Regions from separate parts of the Mus musculus genome. Here regions 1 and 2 are each linked to region 3. The links are chromatin contacts, called in public HiChIP or PLAC-seq maps. All regions are on one chromosome and are shown on one strand. The core of a region is the stretch at or near the end of the contact, and the rest is flanking DNA. Distances in the headings are between cores, read along the strand shown. Region 1 has its middle 19 kb from the start of Scarb2. Region 2 has its middle 20 kb from the start of G3bp2. Region 3 holds the start of Sdad1 (SDA1 domain containing 1).

What was found. HiChIP or PLAC-seq counts read pairs in DNA pulled down with a chosen protein or histone mark.
Region 1: an H3K27ac HiChIP or PLAC-seq map of microglia shows a contact between it and region 3, with 7 times the contacts expected there. The contact joins the enhancer-like site here to the promoter of Sdad1 in region 3. A contact is called at or near these places in 7 of 39 promoter capture datasets (embryonic stem cells, hippocampal neurons, liver and 2 more), 1 of 484 Hi-C or Micro-C datasets (embryonic stem cells), 1 of 115 datasets of contacts at active chromatin or transcription factors (microglia) and 1 of 9 other capture datasets (liver).
Region 2: a FOXA1 HiChIP or PLAC-seq map of pancreatic cancer cells shows a contact between it and region 3. The contact joins the enhancer-like site here to the promoter of Sdad1 in region 3. A contact is called at or near these places in 1 of 39 promoter capture datasets (fetal liver), 1 of 484 Hi-C or Micro-C datasets (CD8 T cells), 2 of 115 datasets of contacts at active chromatin or transcription factors (large pre-B cells and pancreatic cancer cells) and 3 of 9 other capture datasets (adipose tissue, liver and pancreatic islet).

What each region holds. Positions count from the first base shown.
Region 1 is chr5:92,522,031-92,526,944 of GRCm38.p6, forward strand. No RefSeq gene overlaps it. Among named protein-coding and RNA genes, the nearest start is that of Scarb2, 19 kb to the left of the region's middle. Within about 2 kb of position 3,226, at least 35 of the 459 cell types and tissues checked have an H3K27ac peak or open chromatin away from gene starts, as enhancers often do. A contact at or near this core is called in liver and microglia, where this site is marked.
Region 2 is chr5:92,101,556-92,105,972 of GRCm38.p6, forward strand. It overlaps a transcript of G3bp2 not described here. Among named protein-coding and RNA genes, the nearest start is that of G3bp2, 20 kb to the left of the region's middle. Within about 2 kb of position 2,421, at least 62 of the 459 cell types and tissues checked have an H3K27ac peak or open chromatin away from gene starts, as enhancers often do. A contact at or near this core is called in CD8 T cells, adipose tissue, pancreatic cancer cells and 1 more, where this site is marked.
Region 3 is chr5:92,306,393-92,311,374 of GRCm38.p6, forward strand. Sdad1 (SDA1 domain containing 1) reads right to left here and starts at 3,632. Exons shown (of 22, transcript NM_172713.2): 1 at 3,400-3,632. The coding sequence starts at 3,489.

The DNA.
Region 1 (4,914 bases), core at 1,976-4,475, 220 kb after region 3:
TGGCTAAACATCCATCACCTGTCTCAGCTCCACAGGTTCACTGAAGGGTTAAAATCATAACTAAGTTATAAATAAAGTTTTGTATAGATAAACCCAGTCGATATTTTCTCTTCTGTCCTGGCACCTATAATAAATGGTTAGTTCCCTTTTTATGACCTTTGGTTAATTGTTTTACAACCTCTTGGAAAGTCTGGTTACCACCTAAGCGCAATTAACTGGTGACACTTGGGAGACTGACAGAGTTCTCATTGAAGCAGAAAAGGACCTAATAACAGTCCCATTATAAAAGAGCTTAATAATCACAGATATAATTTTAGGAATTCTTAAAGGATCATCATTAAGACTTTTTTGGGTTTTTTTTTTTTTGGTTTTTTGTTTGTTTGTTTGTTTGTTTGTTTTTGTTTTGTTTTTTCGAGACAGGGTTTCTCTGTATTGCCCTGGCTGTCCTGGAACTCACTCTGTAGACCAGGCTGGCCTCAAACTCAGAAATCTGCCTGCCTCTGCCTCCCAAGTGCTGGGATTAAAGGCGCACGCCACCACGCCCGGCCATCATTAAGACTTAAGTCATCTATTTGTCTATATAGCATCACTACAAGATAGTACATCTTCATGGGTCTTCAGAGATCTGCTCCAAAGGGGTGCGCTACTACTTAGTGATTGCTATACATGTTTTATAATAACAGGAAAAGCATATTAATAGCAGGAATCCTTCCTAAAATGAGTCCCTCACAAGCTTGCTCAATGAGGGCTCACCTGTCGAAGATCACACAATAATCCCAAGCAGGCCACTTCAGGATGATCACCTGCCAGTTATTAGCTTGTCCCATTATGGCTCCTGACACCCAGCCTTGTAGCCTCCCCCAGCCTTGAGTAGGCTGGCTTTGACCTTGCTGCCCCTGAGTATGAGAATACCTGGGGTGGAACCTTCCGACTTAGATGGCTCTATTGTTCTGTCACCTGCCGCTGCTCTTCTCCAGGACACTGCTATCTGCTGAGAGGCCCTTGAGATATTTCGGAGACAGCATTGGGCAGATCCACCTACAGGATGGCAACAGGCACCAAGAATGGATTGGCGGGGATGGGCCTCCCCCCTTTTTAAGCACAGACTCTTAGTAAACTTGGGGGCCTTGAACAGAAACATGTCTTGGCCTCCATTATTTCTCTTGTCGTTATCTCCCATACAGCTCCAGCCTCCCACTCAGGAACCCAGTTAGTGTGGCTGCAGGCGGCTTAACACAGCCTCATCTTTATTTTGCTTTAGAATTCTTTTATTTAATTAGTATACTTATTTTATGTATATGAGTACACTGTTGCTTTCTTCAGACACACCAGAAGAGGACATCACATCCCATTATAGATGGTTGTGAGCCACCATGTGGTTGCTGGGAATTGAACTCAGGATCAGGACATCTGGAAGAGCAGTCAGTGCTCTTAACCACTGAGCCATCTCTCCAGCCCCTGGGACACTTTTATACTGAGAGAATTCTTCTTTAGATATTCTCACTTTCCGTTCCCTTCCCCTACATAAGCATGTAGGTGTTTTGTTTGTTTGTTTGTTTCAAAACATAAAAAAACAAGAAAGAGAAAAACCATTTGTTTTTCTTTTGTTTTGCCTTGTTCCAGTTCTCTCCTGAAGCAGCAAACCCAGTGTTTTCTTCACACAATGGTTCCATTGTTTCTGGGTTTGTGTGAGTCCTAGGTTGACTCAAATCTAGGGCTTTAGGTATGCTAGCCTAGTGCCTCTGACTAACAGAACATGTGTTTGGGGTGGAATACAGGAGAGTATAGTGAATGAAGAAGCAGGGGAGAAAAAAAATGAGAAGAACCCAGCTGTGGTGACACATGCCTGTAACCCCAGCGCTTGAGAGCCTGAGGTAGGAGAACGTCAAATTCAAGGCCAGCCTGAGCCACATATTGTGGCCTCTGCTTTTTTGTTTTTGTTTTTTGTTTATAGGATTTACTTGTTTATTTCATGTATATGAGTACACTGTAGCTGTCTTCAGACACACCAGAAGAGGGCATTAGAACCAATTACAGATGGTTGTGAACCACCATGTGGTTGCTAGGAATTGAACTCAGGACCTCTGGAAGGGCAGTCAGTGCTCTGAACCTCTGAGCCATCTCTCCAACCTGGTCCCATTTTGAAAACTTTGTGTTTATGGGTGTTTTGCCTGCATTGTGTCCTGATTCCTGTGGACGGCATCCGATCCTTTAGAACTAGAGTCCTAGATAAGCTGTCACATTGGTGCTAGGAATTGAACCCAGATCTTCTGGAAGAGCAGCCAGTGCTCTTAACCATTGAGCTATTTCTCTAGCCCCTTTGTCCCCATAAAGAAACAAACAAAAAAATATGAGTTGGGAATGTAGTTCAATGGTAGAACACTCTACTAATGCTCTGCCTGTGTTTAATGCCTCGGGGCAGGGGGAGGGGCAATAAAAGCCTAACAGCAGATATCCATATAGTAAGATCTCCCTATGTTGTGCTGCATTTAACCCTTCCATGACCCTATGAAGATGATGTTCCATTCCTATTCTCAAAATGAGAAAACAGATATAGATAAGTGGTTAAAGCAACCCAGCATCTTATGGCCAGTCGGGAGTGAAGCTGAAACTGAAATAAACCTGGCACCTGTGCAGGCTGGGAAGTTATTAACCACAGCTTGGCCTCCAGCTCTCCGAATCTATTGGAAACAAAGGAAAAGTGGTGAGTTTGCTGGAAATACTGTGTGTTTAGAATGCTTCTCAAGGCTGTTAACATTTCTCAGGTTCTGACATAAAGCCGGTTCTCTCCAGATTTTCGTTTTTGTAGGAGCAAAATGAGGTTTGGATTCTTGGTGGAGGTGGCTTTTGAACTCAACAAGGCAATGCCAGCATGTTGCAAAATCTCAGAGCTGTCTGGTTTCCTGGACCTTGCAACATCGGTTGAACGAGCAGCAGGTGAAGGTTTGTATTCATTCTTTAATGAGTCACTTCACTAGGAGAAGTTGTTGAAATGAGAGTCTCTCTGAAGGAGAGACAAGAAGGAAGAAAATGAAGAGAGTCATGGGTCAAAGTGAGTCTTGTGAGACCCAGACGTGGCCAGTGGCTGTTTCAGCAAGAATACGGATGTGGCAGGGGACTGGCAGATAGCCAAGCTGGGGTTAAGAGAGTTGTGGTAGTCAATAGTATGTAGTGATTAGATAGAGACCAAGACAAACAGCCTAAGGAAAGGACGGTTTGGGCTCTGTGGTTTCAGTTTTGGGTCCAAGGCTACTGGTCCGCTGGTTCCCTTCTGGGATGCATGAAGCAGAAACCTAGGGCATACAAGCTTGAGAGAATTGATTTTTAAGCCTCCTGAAAAATGGGAGGGAAAATACAATGTACAAAATAAGATTGTTTCTCAACGTGATAAATTATGCTACCTGGCTAGACTCTTGCTCACCTCTACCTCCACTTATCCTGAAGCCCAGAGGGCCAGGTGGCATACACTTTTAATGCAGAAATTTGGGAGATGGAGACAGAAAGATCAAATTAAGGCCATATTCCCCTACATTGGGAGTTTGAAGTCAGTTTGGGCTACAGAGACCTCATCTCAACAAACAATAGGAGAGTGGCTCTTCTGTAGAAGAGTGGAGGTAAAGGTGAGCAAGAGTTCACTAGGCAGCATAATTTATCACGTTGAGGAACAATCTTATTAATTGATTAAACCTTCTTATCCTTATAAAGGTCAATATGAAAATGCCTGACTGCATCTGTCTGAGCTGCTGTAACAAAACCCTTAAAACTACATCTCATGCCAGGTGTGGTGGTGCACACCTTTAATCCTAGCACTTGGGAGGCAGAGGCAGGCAGATTTCTGAGTTCGAGGCCAGCCTGGTCTACAAAGTGAGTTCCAGGACAGCTAGGGCTATACAGAGAAACCCTATCTCGAAAAACCAAAACAAACAAACAAACAAATAAACAAAACAACTACATCTCTTACAAACAGCAGAAAATCTATTTCTTACAGCGCCCAAGGCTGGGAGTTCTAAGATGAAGGTGGCAGCAGGTTTTTTAACCCAGTGATGGCCCAGTTTCTGGTTCATAGCTGGTGCGTGCTTCTGTGCCTCCATATAGTGGAAGGGGCTAGCTAACTTTCTAAGACATCTATTATAAGGTCACTATTCCTCATGACCTCTGTCATCGTGACCTATCACCATCCAAAGGTTTGATCTCCCAGAACCATCACTTTGGGGGTGAGCAGGGGATTAAGACTTCAGCATGTTAATGGGGCAGGACACACAACCGTCTACACCACAACACTGCATGCTCAGAGAACTTAAGAGCAGTATATTGGTCAATTTTACTGCTGTGATCAATTACATGAGAAAACAACTACAAACTTCTTACTTTCCTGTGAGTTAAGCATCCCAGCAATTTACAGGCTTTGTGTTAGTGAAGACATAGAATTAAAGAACAGAGAACACATCCCATACTCCTATTTTATCTGAAGGCGATCAGCGGTTGTGAACCTTTATAAATCTAAAGAAGGATTACTTAGCAGTTGGAGCGGCCATTCCTGATTGTCAACTTGATTATATCTGGAGTGAACTACAATCCAGAATTAGAAGGCTCACCTGTGATTCAGATCTTGCGGCTGGAAGACACAAGTTTCTGACCTGGATCTTGGCATGGAGATCTTGGCCTAGTGGCCATGAAAAGTTTAGGCCCAAGCAAAGTAGTAATACAGGCTTCTAATCCCAGGAGACTAAGGCGTGGAGATCTCTGAGTACAAGGTCAGCCTGGGACAAAGCAAGTCCCAGAGTCAGGTGTGGTGGTACACACCTTTAATGTGGGCCACACCTTCTGCTGGAGACCTACTTAAGGACATTGGTAGAAGGAAAATTAGCTCTCTCTTCTTCGCCTGCTTGCCTTGTAGGACTGAACTACCCATAA
Region 2 (4,417 bases), core at 1,171-3,670, 210 kb before region 3:
GCCAATGACACCTGGGTAGCGCTCTACAGATTTTATTCAGTTGGTATGGATTGCATACCATTGTATTTGTGAAAGGACGTCCTTGCAAAGAAGCTGTAGAGACCCACTGACTGATTGGATGCTCCTAGCTATGGGAAGATTGGAATGTTACGTGTCCAGAGGCTAATTACCTTATCTTGCCACCCTTCGGCTCCTAGGAACACCCATTCCTCCTGGCCCACCTGCTTCAGTACTAGAACTAACATCCGGTGACTAATAGGGAAAAGCCTTCGGAATCTATTGATGCAGCAGAGTCACTGGACTCCACCAACCCCAAAACTAGGAATGTCATCAGATAGCAGCTGTAGAAAGGCCTAGAGCGCAAGGCCGGCAGAAAGCAGCTCTCCCGCCCTGCTGGGACTGCCTCTAAAGCAGCCATCCCTGCATTTTAACTTTCCTTGATTTGGGGATTTCTTTGTTCTGTAAAAACTATGTAACTGTTTCGGTGTTGGGACAAAGAATTTAGGATAACCTACATCTGTGCTGCCAGGCCATAGACAATCAAAATGGTGCCAGGATAAACTATCTTTTCTTCCCTTAAGATGAGAGTGGTGGGTTTTGCACTGAGAGTGTCCAAGCCATAAACATTGCTTGAGTCCTACAAATGTGGACAGTCACTAGGGAGATGATAGGTCTGTCGACCTAATGGGAAGGGAGGTGGCTGAGGATGGCTGTGAATGCGAGGGCAACATGGGCTACCTAGTGAGTTCCAGGGCAGCCTAGGCTACAGTGTAAGACCTGTCCTTACAAATAAACAAACAAGATAAATGCAAAATCCTACCACTTTCTCTTTTTTTCTTTCCCTTCAAAGCCCAGATATTTTTTGGGGGAAAAGGAGAATAGAAGAGTCTCCCAAGCTGGCCTTGAATTCATTGGACAGTGAGGATGGCCTTAACTCCCAATCCTCTGGCTTCAGTGTCCCAAGAGCTGAGATCACGGTTACCCAAGTAACCGCAGCACGCACACATAGGGATCAGTATTTATCACGCAGGCTCCTGTGACCAAGTTTCCCTCTCTTCTCCTGCAGCTTTGTACCTATTACCCACCAGGTGTCTTGGCCTAAGTTAGGGGACACCCTGTGCTCTGAACTTGTCTACAGAAAATGGCTCTGCTTTAGGTGACCTCCCAGGCATCCAGACCACCTGTCCATCCATTCTGAGTTTGGCTCTCCCTGTGTATTGTTTTTATGGCTAATAAAAAGCGAAATGTGCTGGGTGTGGTGGCGCACACCTTTAATCCCAGCACTCGAGAGGCAGAGGCCGTTGGATTTCTGAGTTCAAGGTCAGCCTGGTCTACAAAGTAAGTTCCAGGACAGCCAGGGCTACACAGAGAAACCCTGTCTTGAAAAAGAAGAAAAAAAAAAAAAAAGCGAAATGCACTTGGAAGCACTCTTTGAATTACAGGATCGAGCATTTGAGCCAAAGAGATGAAGAGGCCGCATGCTGATGAAGACAGGACACATTGGACCCAAACTGAGAGAATGCCCACGATTTGGCTGTAGCCTTCAATGAGAGGTAGAAACCAGACAGCCAGGAGTTAAGACAATATGTGGTGAGGAAGTCAGAGCGCCCGAGAAAATCCGTTGATATTTATGGTAGTTGAGTGAGGTTTGAGCTGTGTTTGTTTTGGCTGTAGAGTTGCCAGGGCTACGACAAGCACAGGCTGAACTGTTCTGTGACCACCTTTGATGTCTGAAGCTCAAATCATCTATTCTCTCCTCCCTTCCTCTCTCCTTCTTCCTCTCCCTCCCACCTGTGTGTGTGTGTGTGTGTGTGTGTGTGTGTGTGCATATGTGTAGGGGGCTTTGGAATTAGAGGGGGCATTCGAGAATGCTTGGCTTTTGCTCAGGTACTGATGATCCAAACTCAAGTCTCCTGCTGGAGGAAGCAAACATTTTCCCGTTGAGCCATCTTCTCTCCTGGTCCTCCTCCTAGCCTAGTTCCCGGGTGCTGGGATTCCAGACAGGCACTGCCACAACTGTCTGCATCACTTACTCTTATAATTTTGGTTGTGAGCCTAGCCTTTAACGGCTGAGCCATCTCTCCAGCCTGCATCACTTACTCTTAATTGGTCCTGGGGAAACATTGATCCTGTCATATACCTTCTCCTTCCAAGGAGAAGACAGCAGCTTATGTGGGTTCGACACGAGGTGGGACTCGAACCCACACTCACTCATATGCCTGTGCCTGCCCACAACCACAGCAACACAGACCGTGGATGACAAAGGCTCTCAGTGCCCACTGCCTGGGGACCACAGGAGGACCGTCAAAGAGCAGGCTATGTGAGAGAAGGGAGGCTACGTCCTTTCCTGTTTTGTACACTTGTGTTCAGCCACCAGCATCCCGCGGCCCTGGCAGAAATCAGTTCATTTACCAGCCTACAAGCAGTTGTTCCCAGTCGTCAGTGTCGTCACGGAATGAGGACTAAGTCGCGACTGAGGACACCAATGGGCAGCCTGCTAATTTTATAAATGTCATCCTTCCCCACAGCTCCCAGTTCACGTACGCACTGGGCGTGAAGATAAACTCAGCATTTTCCACAAGGCAGGTGCCCAGACAGACTCGCTTAAGCAGTTAGAAATTGGCAGCTCCTGGTAAAGACAAGCTGGAGGGAAGCCTCCTCCCCCTCCCCCTCCCCCTCCTCCTTGCCCTCCTCCATGCAAAAGTAGAGGCTGGGAGTGAAGCTTGGTGGGGGAACACCTGCTAGTGTGCTCCAGAGCCTGGGTTCAATCATAAGCATAGCAGGAAGAAAAAGACATTCAGAATTTATTTTTATCCACTATCATAGAATAAATGAAGATGTGTGTATCTGTGTGTGTGTGACAAAGAAAATAAGACAACCAAGAGAATGCTGTCTGGGAAAGCACAAACCACGAAATGGATGCATTTTGGTAAAATCTTGACAAATGAGCAAGCAATGTGTGGCAAATGTGCCAGGACTGGGGAGGTAGAGGCAAAAGGATCAAAAGTTTCAAGGTGCCGGGCATGGTAGCTTAATCCCAGCACTCCGGAGGCAGAGGCAGGAGGATTTCTGAGTTCCAGGCCAGCCTGGTCTACAAAGTGAGTTCCAGGACAGCCAGGGCTATACAGAGAAACCCTGTCTCAACACCCCCCACCACCACCACCACCAAAAAAGTTTCAAGGTGACCCTTGTCTAGATGCAAAGTTCACAGCCAGCCTCGGGTACTTGAAACTATCTCAACAACAAAGAAACAAACAAAAACTGTAGCTGAAATTACATCTCTAAAATTTCCTTTGAAATAATAAATGTAGGCGTTTGAGTAATGATAATGAACAAATGAGATGAGCCGTGGGCCTATAATTTAATCCAAATAACAGATTTAGGATCTTTTTTTTTTTTTAAAGATTTATTTATTATTTTATGTAAGTATACTGTAGCTGTCTTCAGACACACCAGAAGAGGGAGTCAGATCTTGTTATCTGATGGTTGTGAGCCACCATGTGGTTGCTGGGATTTGAACTCTGGACCTTCGGAAGAGCAGTCGGGTGCTCTTACCCACTGAGCCATCTCACCAGCCCCCAAATAACAGATTTAGAACACTCTTCTCACTATGGTTATCTGTCTGTCTTTTTTTTTTTTTTTTGAGACAGTTCTCACTATATCGACCAAGCTAGTCTGGAACTCACAGAGACCACTGTTTCTAACCCTGAAAGTGCTAGGCACTCCAGGGATGTCTGACATTTTCCTTTTCTTTCTTTGCAAGTGAATTGCACAGGTGTCTCTTTTTTTTAAAGATTTATTTATTATTATTCATTAGTACACTGTAGCTGTCTTCAGATGCACCAGAAGAGGGCGTCAGATCTCATTACAAATGGTTGTGAGCCACCATGTGGTTGCTGGGATTTGAACTCAGGACCTTTGGAAGAGCAGTCAGTGCTCTTAACCTCTAAGCCATCTCACCAGCCCCCGACATTTTCAACAATATAAAATTTAGAAATTTAACACACTTATCTCAGCATTTTGTAAACACTAACAACAAAAACCACAACAGCCTGAAAGAAATAGGCAATACGAACAATCCACTGTGTGTATAGCTGCTACAAATCTCATTAGTGGTCTTTAGTGGGCAATTCATAAAAGAAGAATTTTTGCTTGGTTGGTTGATTGGTTGGTTGCTGGTTGTTTTTAGTTTTTCAGACAGGCTTTCTCTGTTTAACAGCCCTGACTGTCCTGGAACTCACTTTGTAGACCTCAAACTCATAGAGATCCCCTTGCCTCTGCCTCCCAACTGCTAGGGGAAAAAAGTCTTTTTTTTGTTTGTGTTTTTTACTGTGTGTTGGCTTTTGCCTGCATGTTTGTCTGAGTAGGGGTGTTGGATCCCCTGGAACTGGAGTTGCAGGTGGTTGTGAGCTGTCAT
Region 3 (4,982 bases), core at 2,382-4,881:
TGGAGAAAAAAGAAAAACAGAAGACCCAAAACCAGGGCTAGGGATGGCTCCGTGTGAGTGCCAGCGCCCACGGAAAGCCAGGGAGGGGGTGGGGGAGAAGTGCATGTGTGTGCACACACCAACCTCGGCCCACCTCCCCCCACCTCAAGCCTAAACAACAACAAAGCCAAGAGTAATAGACACATGGAGTATGTATAAAGCCACAGCACACTCTCTAAGCACTTGGTTTGTGCTAAGCTTTTTATATCTATGACCCCATTTCTGTTTAACCACTATAACTGTAAATGAAATCAAGCCCACTCCAGGTCCCATAGCTATTATCCTTCCATAGCTTTCACTGCTTCTGTGGGGCTAGGAATGGAACTTGGGGTGCTCAGGTATGTGAGAGAAGTGTTCCACTGCTCAGCTACACTCCAGCTTGCCATAGTTAGTGTGTCAACAACCACTCACACACCCACTCACTCACACACACACCAAGTACTCCTTAATCCTCAGCCTTTTTTGAAGGTTATTGAAGGTTTATCGAAATATAGGAGTTAAAGGGCCAACACCGCAGGAGTGGGGAGGTCCCAAATTCTTCATGTTCCTAACCCCAATTCCTTCACTGCCACACCATGGACAAGTTATAGACTCACGGTCGCAGGTCTGCTTGAGATGAGCAGGACATACCACACTCTGCCCCTGATGTACATTTGTCACACGCCCAAAACCCCAGACACTCCCTCCTTCCTCTCATGCTAACCTCCATACCAGTACCCCAAAGTGGTTCTGTGGCTGACCCCAGGGCATCCAAGCTTGGATCCTCCACTGTGAGCACGGCCACATCAGTTCCTTGCCCGTGGCTGAGTTGGTTAGTATGCACCCTCTTTGTTCCTTACTGATACTGGTCACTTTCCAGAGGGAGTCCTTCCTCTTCACCGTGACTTGGCTTTGAGTCCCACCTCAATCACTGCCCAATCAGCAGGCCATGGGGGGCTATGACTTCCACCATCTTGGGAGAAACTCTGGACTCCGCTCCATTTCCCTTTCTACTTGTCAGAAAAAAAAAACCCCTAAAAACTGTCTTACATGGTACCCGGATAATCTAAACTCCTCAGCGGCTCCTAGAAACACCGGAAGTAAAACCTAACCGCTTACCACTATCGAAAAGGCTCTGACCTCACCGCATTTCCCACGCTACACTTAAGTGACAATGTTCCTGCTTCATTTATTTCCACGACAGCTTCTGTGAGTCCTGTTCTCCTGCCTGGAACGCTCTGACCTGCCTGGCCCAATACTACCACTGCAGGAAAGGCTTCCCTTCCCTCAACAGTCTGCAGTCTCTATTCTAACATCCTCACCTAGCCTTATCTTACACAGGTACCGTCCTCCTAAGAACGAGAGTCCAAAAGACGGCATGGCTCCATTATCTGCTTACTTGTCCCTGTATTCTCAATGTCTACAAATATACTGCAGTGTGTGTGTGTGTGTGTGTGTGTGTGTGTCTGCACTAAAGCAGATGGAGGAGGCGGCTATTACCTTTCTTGAATACTAAAATACAAAGGTTGTTATTGAACCTTCCTTGGTTTCACAGCAGGTCAGAAATAGAACCAGAGCTTTGGGTCAGCTGTAAAACTAACGGTCTCAAGCACCCACTGACAGGATTTGGACAGTACAAAAAAAGAACGGAGAAAAGGGGGTGTCTGCGATGAAAAAGAAAGCAGGGCCAGGCCAGTGAAGACAACTCCAGAATGTCAGGAAGGCTTCACTGCTATCTCTCAGACTGGAGGCTCGCAGGTGGAATACGTCAAGAACCGTATAAACCAAACCACACCTTCCAATCAATAAACAGACTATAAAGGATTGAATTGACAACTCTCAACATAAATACAAAGGCCGGTAACTATGTGAAAAAGTGTGCAACATGCAAATTAAAATAATCTGAGATTCTATCTCACCTCATCGGAATGGCTGTCAGCAGGCAAAAGACAGACAGCAAATGTGGGAAAACAGAAACTATATTCCCCTTCTCTCTCACGCTCCACACACATGCACACACACACCACTGGTGGGGATAGAGTGGGAGCACACACACACACACACACACACACACTCGCACACACACAGCTCATGGTGCGGATGTCCATGGTAGAACCACTATGGACAAACTAAAACTGGCCTTCTACGGCCTGGTTTATAATAAAAGGACTCTGATCAAACACCATAGACACACTTGCACATTTGTGTTTACTGGTGCACGAACCACGGCAGCAAGAAGCAGAGCCAGCCTTTAAGTCCATCAACAGAATGTGTAGTGAAAATGTGGTACATGCATTTAGTTTTTTCCAATCAAGAGCTGAAACCATGACAACAGGAGGAAAGATGTTAAGAAATTAAACCAGACTCAGAGAGGTAGCCTGTTTCCTCTCAGAAGCAAAAGTCAGATTTCAATTTAGTTTGTGACACAAGTTAGAAAGGGGAACCCAGTAAGAGCTTATGTTTAATGTGTATTGAGAGCTTGCCTACTTGTATGTGCGTGTATACATATGCCTAGTATCCAGAGGCCAGAAGTCGGGTGTCGCATCCCCTAACACTAGAGCAACAGATGGTTATGAGCTATCATGTAAGTGCTGGGCCTTGAACCCAGGTCCTCTGGAAGAACAGCCAGTGCTCTTAACCATTGAGTCAACTCCCCAGCTCTGGAAGAAGAGACCTTAAAGGGATGCAGGGAACTGAAATAAATGTGATGTGTATACAGAAGTGAAGTGGGGGCTGTCTGAGGAGAGAAGGGGACCAGTAAGGGGGGGGGGGAGACAGGGAGGATTGGGAAGGGCGGTGTGTAAGAAGACAAATAATAAAGGCAAAGGCGCGTCTTAATCTATCTACCAGGTTAAGAGTACAAAGTCACGGCCTTCATTTCGTGGTTCTTATGAATTCACACACTTGGAGTATGCCATGCCCCTCACAAACTGGACCTAACAGAGTTTTAGACCGCACATTTCCCTCAAAGCATTTTTTTCAAATCTAGCTCAGGGTGACTCCCAGGGAGTTTGAACTGTGGCTTAACTACATCTTCTACACTCTTGACTGTGGGGTGGCCCTGCCATCTGAGAACTCCTTGCTCTTCTTGGCAGAGCTTGGGGCACTCGGGAGAGGCCGTCTGTGGAAAGCATGTTTAACACACGACTCATCGTATGCTAGGGGCTAACTCGAGTTTTTGCTCTGAGGCGGCCAACGGACGTTACCGGCCCACGTCGGCGAGGCGGGCGGATAAACCCGGAGGCAGCAGGTTTTAGGGTGTGTTTCAGTGTTGGTGGGGTCTGCATGTCCCGTCCCCCGTATCTCCATCCCCCGTCCGTTTCCTCCCCAGGCCCCCGGAAGCACACCGGAGCATCCCGGGGAGCCGGATCCCGGTCCCACCTCCTCCACGTAGGCCGGCGGGTCCCGCTTGATCAGGTTCTGTAACTGCGGCAGGTTGCTGGGCAGCTTGTTGTTGTTCCTGCCGGACATGGTGGCTGTGGGTGGGCTCCCTGGCGAGCAGTGCTTGGAAAACGTCCGCCTCTGTCAGTCGCAGCCCGGGCCCCGCGGCAGCTTAGACTCGTGGGTCCCAGTGTAACCGGAAACGGCACGTGGGACACGCCGCTTGCCCGACCGAGCTACGGAACGCTCAGAGGATCAAACTTCACCACCCTGCTGCAACTCTTTGTAGGCGTCTGCACGCTATCGGTCCCTGCCGGTGGACAACCGCTACTGGTTGTCACCAAACTCTGGAGCAGGTTTCCTTATCTCAACATTCTTTTCCACTGAAAACAATTTTTATACAATATATTTGATCATGTTCTTTTTCCTCCGCCAATTCCTCCCAGTTCTCCCCATCTAGCTCAGCATTCTTATGGTGGCCCAAATAAATGAGGATTAATATGGGACTCAGGTATGACAGCATACAACTGTAATCCCTGTACTCAGGAAGCTGAGGCAGGAGCATTATATTTGTTTGGGGCAAGCCCGAGGCTTACTCTGTCTCAAGAAAAACGACAGAAATTAAGCAGGGGCCTGGGGACTGGTTCAGGTGTCCTATCTCATAGGAGACCCTAGGTTTCTTCTCCAGCTCTCCATAAACTGCGTGTGTTGGCTCATGCCTGCAACCCGCATACTCAGAGAAGAGGCGGCGGGAGGGTTGAGACTCCAAGGTCATCCTCAGTTACATAGGAATTTGAGAGAAACCTGAGATACATGAGATCCTGTATTATAAAATGAGGATTAGGGGCTGGAGATGGTTTAGCAGCTAAGATCTGGTACTGCTGTAGGGACTCAGGCTCAGTTTGCAACACACGGTGGCTCTCAACCATCTATAGTTAACTCCAGCTCCTGAGAAATGTGTGCCCTCAGCAGGTGCCTGTGCTCACAGCACACATACCCACACAGAGTTGCACACACATCACTAAAACAAAAACCTTGTCAGAAATGAGAATCATTTTCTTTTAGGCTGTACTAAAGGTAGAAGAAAAAAATCCATGAGGAGTATGCTTAGAGAATATGTTTTAGAGAATGGCAAAGAGCAGGGGTGGAGGTTAGATTGTTTTTTTGTTGGTGTTGGTTTGTTTGTTTGGTTTTGTTTTTTGAGACAGGTTTCTCTGTGTAGCCTTGGCGGTCCTGGAACTCACTCTGTAGACCAGGCTGGCCTTGAACTCAGAGATCCATCTGACTCTGCCTCAGGAGTGTTGGGTCTTAAAGGTGTGTGCCACCACCGCACCCAGGCAACTCTCTTAATTCTAACCACAGAGGGGAAAACAGCTGTTGGATGGTAACTAGGTTTTTGTTTTGTTTTGTTTTTGTTTTGTTTTGTTTTTTTCGAGACAGGGTTTCTCTATGTAGCCCTGGCTGTCCTGGAACTCACTCTGTAGACCAGGCTGACTTTGAACTCAGAAATCTGCCTGCCTCTGCCTCCCTACTGCCGGGATTAAAGGTATGCGCCACCACTGCCCGGTAGATGGTAACTAGTC